Linked DNA regions of Gossypium arboreum: region 1 is linked to region 2. The links are chromatin contacts, called in public Hi-C maps. All regions are on one chromosome and are shown on one strand. The core of a region is the stretch at or near the end of the contact, and the rest is flanking DNA. Distances in the headings are between cores, read along the strand shown. Region 1 holds the start of LOC108486201 (ADP-ribosylation factor GTPase-activating protein AGD3-like). Region 2 holds the start of LOC108476348 (histone-lysine N-methyltransferase, H3 lysine-9 specific SUVH4-like).

The links. Hi-C and Micro-C count contacts between places; a contact is called where the count stands out from the background.
Region 1: a contact with region 2 is called in a Hi-C map of leaf, with 5 times the contacts expected there. The contact joins the promoter of LOC108486201 here to the promoter of LOC108476348 in region 2. A contact is called at or near these places in 3 of 5 Hi-C or Micro-C datasets (all in leaf).

Annotation. Positions count from the first base shown.
Region 1 is chr3:8,942,926-8,946,500 of ASM2569848v2, forward strand. LOC108486201 (ADP-ribosylation factor GTPase-activating protein AGD3-like) reads left to right here and starts at 1,392. Exons shown (of 20, transcript XM_017790101.2): 1 at 1,392-1,802; 2 at 2,087-2,501.
Region 2 is chr3:8,741,888-8,745,791 of ASM2569848v2, forward strand. It overlaps LOC108476348 (histone-lysine N-methyltransferase, H3 lysine-9 specific SUVH4-like), which reads left to right and starts at 1,512. Exons shown (of 16, transcript XM_017778536.2): 1 at 1,512-1,756; 2 at 2,047-3,391; 3 at 3,778-3,852. The coding sequence starts at 2,075.

The DNA of each region.
Region 1 (3,575 bases), core at 142-2,641, 200 kb after region 2:
AAATCATGTAAAAATATTTTTAATCTTCATAAAAACAAGTTTAGGATTGAAGATTACCTTTGATTCGCTCTAGATTCGTTGATTGAAAATCTTGATTTAAGAAACTTGAGAAATTTTAGAATATTCTTAGCTACTTTTGAAAATAATTTCGGATGAATTGAGAGTGTATTTTGAAAAGAAAATTGGCTGGATCTATTATTTGATAATAGATCTTTAAAACCATGCAAAGAAAACTAATTTTATAACTTTCTAATTTTATGTAAATGGTGTGAAAAGCAGGTTAGATGCATTGTGCTTAAAACTGAAACAACTCACCAAAAATTTAAAATTTGGGGAATTTGCCTAATTGCTACTCCCACATTTCCCTTACTTTGCCAATTGATTATTTCCCTAAAAAATTTCAAATTTTAAGGTTTATTTGCCAAATAAGTACTCCAAAATTTCCTTATTTTACAATTTAATCTAATTTAATTAATATTTAAATTTAACTTAAATTAACCCCAATAAAAATTATTTAAAATATTTTTCGATCCAAATAATTATTTTCACTAATAATTATTCAATTACTTTAAAATTAATTTTCCAAAAATATTTTTATTTTTTCAGCTTATTGTTTAATTGATTTTAGATGAAATTAACCTTCTAAATTAAATTAAAAATTACTAGAAGCCCCATAAATTCCTAGTTTCACGCTAGGAACTCGAAAAATATACTCAAAACTATTAGACTCGGTTTAGGGATATTACAACTAATCATACATGTTACTCGCTGAGATTGTCCCAAGACGACTCATTTTTGGTACATGATGTGATGGGTGTTGATTTAATGGTTATACACTAAACATCATTCTAATTAAGTAACTTCCCACAAAGATCTACTAAAGTTAGAATGATGGCCAAATGCGAAGCAATTATTAGTACGTGTGAATACTTAAGAAATTAGGTTCACGTATTAATTAGATGGAAATTCATGTTCTTACTAGTTGATTAATATTACCCCAATGTGACTTAATTCAATGTTTGTAGGAATTATCGTTGCAACGACTTACAAATATTTTCAAGATTTAATTTAAACGTATGCATCATCTTAATGCATATTAAATATTGCAAAAGGCTTTTCAAATATTTGTTTAATACAAAAATATTAATTAATGAATATTTTATTTTTAATTTGAAAATGATACTTATTCACTTACTAAACATACTTAGTAACAACAAACTGAATGAAAATAACTAAGGGATAGAATAGGAACTTCATAATTGTTATGAGCTGTGACAAAGAACAAACTGAATGAAAATAAGGAATACAACAGGAATTTCATGATTATCATGAACTGTAACAAACTAAAACAGTTATTGATAATAATTGTTCTCCGATCACTGAAGCCGAGACTAGAAAACGTTGAAAGAAATTTGATAAAGTAGCTCGTTGCTACATTCTAGCAAGCATGACCATCACCTTTTATAAGAATCCATGAAAATAGGTAAAATAGTCGGCAAAGCAATCAAGAGCCTCCATCTTTTTAGCTCGAATAAAATGACTGTCATACCAAAAAGGAAAAAATCCCAATCAAACATGTTCTCATATCCCACTAACAAAGCTCGAGAAATGCTATCCCGAAATATAGAACTTAACATATGATGGACGAAAAGCAAATTTAGGTCCCAAGAAATACTGTCTCAAAGAGCAGAGGAGAGGATCTATCATCTCGACTGCCCAGAACAAAAATGCCCACAACAAATGTCATGTTCAATTGTTGCAGATATTTTGGGGGCGGTGATGAGTTGAGTAACTGTGCTCAAGTAAGGCTGAAATTTCTTGGTTGCCTTTCCATTACAATTTTAATTTTCAGGTCCCCACCCTTCGCCCTCCTCTCTTTCCACCGATTCATAATATATATGCTAGATATTTTGATCACCACCAAGTCTCAGAGAAATTTACATTTAGAAAGAATAAATATTCGAATTTATAAAAAATTATTATGATTAATTAAGATTTGGAACATATATGAATACAATGGATGGAAATGTAATCTATGCAGATTGCGTTCAATTATCCAAAAAGAATGATAATTAAAATTTGGCAGGTGACGGGACCGACCGGAGCAAGAAAATCAAAATGGAAGAGGAAAGAGAGTAGTTCTAGTTTGGGTCCCGCTTCCTCGATTGCTGAGTTAGCGAGACAGAAGCATCTTTCAGTTTCTATGATCTACTACCACTCGCTCATGGCGCGTTATTTTCCAATCTCCCACCAATTCAAACTTCAAAAAGTAGATATTTCATTACACGCTTCTCCACTTGCACTCTTCACCTTTCTCTTTTCCCTTTTTTTTCTCTCTGAATGAGGGAGGGGTAAGGAAGGTAGCTCCTGTCAGAAACACACAGTCGTAACGCCGTTTTCAAGAACATCCTCGAAACGACGACGTAGGTTTTGGTATCCACAGCACGCTGTTAAAAATTTTGGCTCCACCAAACGAAATCGTAGATTAAAAGGAAAAAAAAGTAAGGGAAGGGAAGGGCTAATTATGTCTGTGTGTTTTCGCTTTTATCTAAGTTGTCTTTGTGTCTCACCTTCACGCATGTTATGGACATTTTTTAGGTTTAATGTATGGAAAATGGACTAATTAATTTCTTTTTCTTTTTCCTTTTTGTTTTAGTTTCTTCCTCACTCACTCACTCTCTCAATTCCCAAGGCTCTCACCCTTAAAAACAACCTCCACTTCCTCTAATCAAAATCTTATGTTTTCTTGTCCCTTCCTTCCTCCTCCACTTTCTCTTTTCTAGGGTTTTATTTTATTTATCTTCTTTCGGTTATATATATATTTTTTACCTTTCGTTGTGTTAAATTGAAACCTCAAAGCAAATAGTATTACACATAAAGCGAAAAAAAGAACTGTAAACAAGATTAAAAAAAAAAAACTTTCTGTTAAATTAAATGCCGTGAAATCCATGTGAATCGAGTTGATGGAGCTGAATTTCTTGCTCTGGAAGCCGACTGTTGTCAAGTCACCTCGTCTTTACTTTTTGGGAGGGTTTGAATCAGAGTGAAGGGGAGATCTCAGGGGTTTAGTCTTATTCTACGAAGGATCGAGCATTGATGTAATGTTAATTAAGATTTTATCGTGAAGAGAAGAAAGAATCGTGGCCTCCACAATGCATTTCGCTAAGCTCGATGACTCTCCCATGTTTCGCAAGCAGGTTTCTCTCTCTCGACGTTCTTTACTTAGCTGGAACGAAGTCGAGGACATTGTAGATTTACATACTCCCCCCCCCCCTCCACCCTCCAAAATTGTTTACATATTTAGCTGAATTATTTCAGGTTGCTTATTTTGATTGCCGTTTTTGTAACCTTCAGTGCTTTGTTCCCCTTTGGTTGTCGGAGAAAATAAGGCAAAAGAAACAAAATAAAAGGGGAATATTTTCCCCATTAATTTTATCTTTCTAATGGCTGCTTCAAAGAATTTGGCTAGATCAGCGGTAGTTTTTGTATAATTAATGGTTGTATATTTTGGCATAAAAAATGTTTTGTAGATTTGGGGAGATTTATTTTATTCTAAATAGAGTTGGAGCATGTGC
Region 2 (3,904 bases), core at 262-2,761:
ATGCTAGAGTAGTTATTGTTGAAGAGCTGCTTGAAAAAAGAGAACAACTTGGCAAAATGTTGGTTGAGCAATTTGAGAAAACGCTGCAAAGGATGAAGTATTATGTAGATAGGAACATGTCTAAGAGAGAATTTCAAATTAGAGATAAGGTTTTTTTTGAAGATTCAACCTTACAAGAAAACTTTAATAGCTCAAGAAAGAATCTCAAATACTTTGGACCCTACACTATCATTCAAAAAATTGGACCTGTAGGCTGTACCTTACAAATTAGATCTCCCAAATGATGCCAAAATTCATCCAGTGTTCCATATTAGTCTGCTAAAGAAGAAAATTGGCTCTAAGGCAGTAGCTTGATATAAATAGAATGCTTTGAATTTCGTTCGATTTGAGTTTATCCAAGGTTTACTTTATTTGAAATTTGGGTTTAGATTCGTTTTAAATTATTGTGTTATGTCTTGTTTTTAAATTTAAATTTTAGTTATTTTATATTGAGATAAATTTTAAAAGCATATATAAATTTTCATTTAATGTACAATATTATACAAGAATTTCGGTCCAGTGTAAATTTATACATAAAATTTTAATTTTGATTCAATTTTCATATAACACTTGCAATATTATCTAAGTAACATTATTTTTCTTGAAGTCGGTGAAAATTCAAATTACTTATTGATATTTTACTAAACTAAAAATGAATTAGTAAATTTTAATATTTCCACATAATTTAAATTATTCTTTTGGAAATAATCTACGTAAATTTAAATTATCTTTCCACTAGTACATTGGTAAAGATATATATTTTTTAATCTACGTAAAAATAATTTAAATTTATTAATTTATGTTTTAGTTTAATAAAATATTGCATTAGCAATTTTATATAATATGATGAAAAATAATGACACATAAATAACAATGCTATTATATTGTGAAAATTGAATTAAAATTAAATTAAATATATAATATTATATATTAAATTAAAATTTATGTATAATTTTGAAATATTTTTTCTTTTAGAGCACTGTACTAAACTTTGAAGCCCAATGCCTAAAAATCTACTCGAATTTGATTTGGGCTTACCTACAGTCCTCGACATGCCTAGTGGCACAAACTCTGGAGTAATATAATTTTGGACTTCTTTTTTCTCAATTTTCATGAATGATTTTATGTGTTTTTAATTAAATAAATAAAATTAAACATATTAATTATTATGATAATTAGAGTATTTTAATAATATAAAAAATATATCATAAATAAAGTCTGAATGAAGATATTTTTTTACTAATTAAAGTGAAAATATTTATTTAAAAAAACATGTATTTTAATTTTTTGGTACTATGAAAACTTACAAGTTAAGAGATATTATAACACTTGATTTTAATTTTTTTTGAAGCATGTGCGTTTTTTTTATTTTTAATATTTTTATTAACATTTTAAATGTAGTTTACTTAACCTATTTTTCTAGTATTCACTAAAATATTATATACTTGTATTTTATAATATGTTTATATATGTATATATATATATTATATGATATTGGCAAAAAGGTTGAATGACAGAGAGCAGAATCTTGAATGTGAGAATCATGCTTTGAGACTTTTATTCAAATCCGTCAAAATCTCAGCTTTCCCGCTGCTCTCAATCTCTAAATCAGAAAACCCATGTCAAGAAGAATAGTTTTACGAACCCTAGACTCGATTCTAAAAGACGGCAACTTTCCAGTTCAGTCTCCTCCAACATTCCAGCTCTCCTTTCACTGGTAGGCTTCTCCACTCTCTTTTCCCTCCTTTTTCTTCGATTTTCTTTTCTTTTTTTTTCTATACTTGCAAATCAATTTTCCATCTAGAATGAGTCTAATAAAACAATGCTGGTTCTTTATGTTCTCAAAGATTTACTACGCACCTTGAAATCGATTCTGCTAATTCACTCCGTTCTTTTTTTTTTCTATGAAAATTTAGAGAGCCAGTGTGATCTGTAGACGTGTTTTTAGTAGAAAATTTCTTTTGTATTTCCGCTTACTCCGACATTCTAATATTCCTCTGCATGCAGATCTTGTAGCGTGGTTTCAATTTTTTAAATGGAAATACAGCGAAGAGTTAGTCCAAGGTTTCAAAATCTACCAAACGGTGGTAAATCGAACATTGAGAAGATATGGAATGCAACAAAATCAAGAAAAACATTAAATACTAGAGTTAGCCCAAGGTTTCAAAATCTACTAAATGTTGGGAACTCAAACATTGAGAAGATAAGGAATGCAACTGACTCAGGAAAGAAATCAAATACTAGAGCTAGCCCTAACTCAAAGATTGTGAAGATACGGAATGAAACTGACTCGACAAAGATATCAAATACTAGAGTTAGCCCGAGGTTCCAAAATCTACCAAAATTTGAGAAGATGCGGGATGCAGCTGACACAAGAAAGAAATCAAATACTAGAGTTAGCCCAAGGTTTCAAAATCTACCTAATGGTGGTAACTCCAACAATGAGAAGAAAAGGGATGCAGCTCTCTCAACAAAGACATCAAATACTAGTGCTAGCCCAAGGTTCCAAAATCTACCAAATATTGAGAAGATATGGAATGCAACCGACTCAAGAACAACATCAAATACTAGAGTTAGCCCAAGGTTTCAAAATCTACCTAATGGTGGTAACTCCAACAATGAGAAGAAAAGGGATGCAACTCCCTCAACAAAGACATCAAATAGAGTTAGCCCAAGGTTCCAAAATCTACCAAAATTTGAGAAGATATGGGATGCAACCGACCCAAGAAAGAAATCAAATACTAGAGTTAGCCCAAGGTTCCAAAATCTACCTAATGGTGATAACTCCAATAATGAGAAATTAAGGGATGCAACTCTCTCAATAAAGACATCAAATACTAGAGTTAGCCCAAGGTTCCAAAATGTACCAAATGTTGATAACGCAAACATTGAGAAGACATGGGATGCAACTGACTCAAGAAAGACGTTAAATACTAGAGTTAGCCCAAGGTTTCAAAATCTACCAAATGGTGATAACTCAAACATTGAGAAGATACAGAATGTACCCGATTCAAGAAAGACACCAAATACTAGAGTTAGCCCCAGACTCCAAAGTATTCCTTTGGAGAAGAGACCCTTTTATGGTAGTAGCCAGAAGAGGAAAACGTTGGATGATTCTCAAGATGAGATCATGGTCAAAAAACACAAAGTTGGTAATGCAAAGCTGGAGTGTTTATCTAATGGTTATGTTACAGTTGAAAATGATGAAAAAGATGTTGCTGATTTACAGGAAACTGATTCAAAAGGGGGCAAGTATGGTGATGATTTGACCTCTATTCATGGAATAAGTACGACTATGGCAGTGAAAGATAAACTCAGGCTGTTCAATAAGTATTTCCTCCACTTCTCTAAGGTGAATTGTTTATTTTTTCTGCAATGGTTTTGTATAGAAGTAAGAATTGGTGCATGTTTATATATGTTTTGTTGAAGGGAAAATGTAAAAAGAAAATGTTTTATGGATTTTTTAAAAACTAAATGCAGTACTTATTGCAATTTCTGTTTAATGTTGTGTTCTGCAAAAGGAGAAAAAAGAAAGAAGTTGGAGATTTTATTAAATGTGATTATAGAGTACTTTGGATAACTTGGAACAAACTTTTTGTTATGATTTCATTTTATATTTGTTATAGGATGCAAGTAAGGTTTAACTTTGATCTGTTTGTGTTCCCAAATTATGCTCTTATATTTGTATTATTTATGAACTAATAACAAGGTACCTTATTTCTGTGTTTCTATGCATAGGCAGAAGATGCAAGATGCTATAGAGTGAATGGTAGTGCTACTGATCATGAAATTGCGAATGGTAAAATTAAGGATGTAAGCTTCTAAACTGTAAATTTTATTGCATTTAATGTTTTTTAAAATTTCT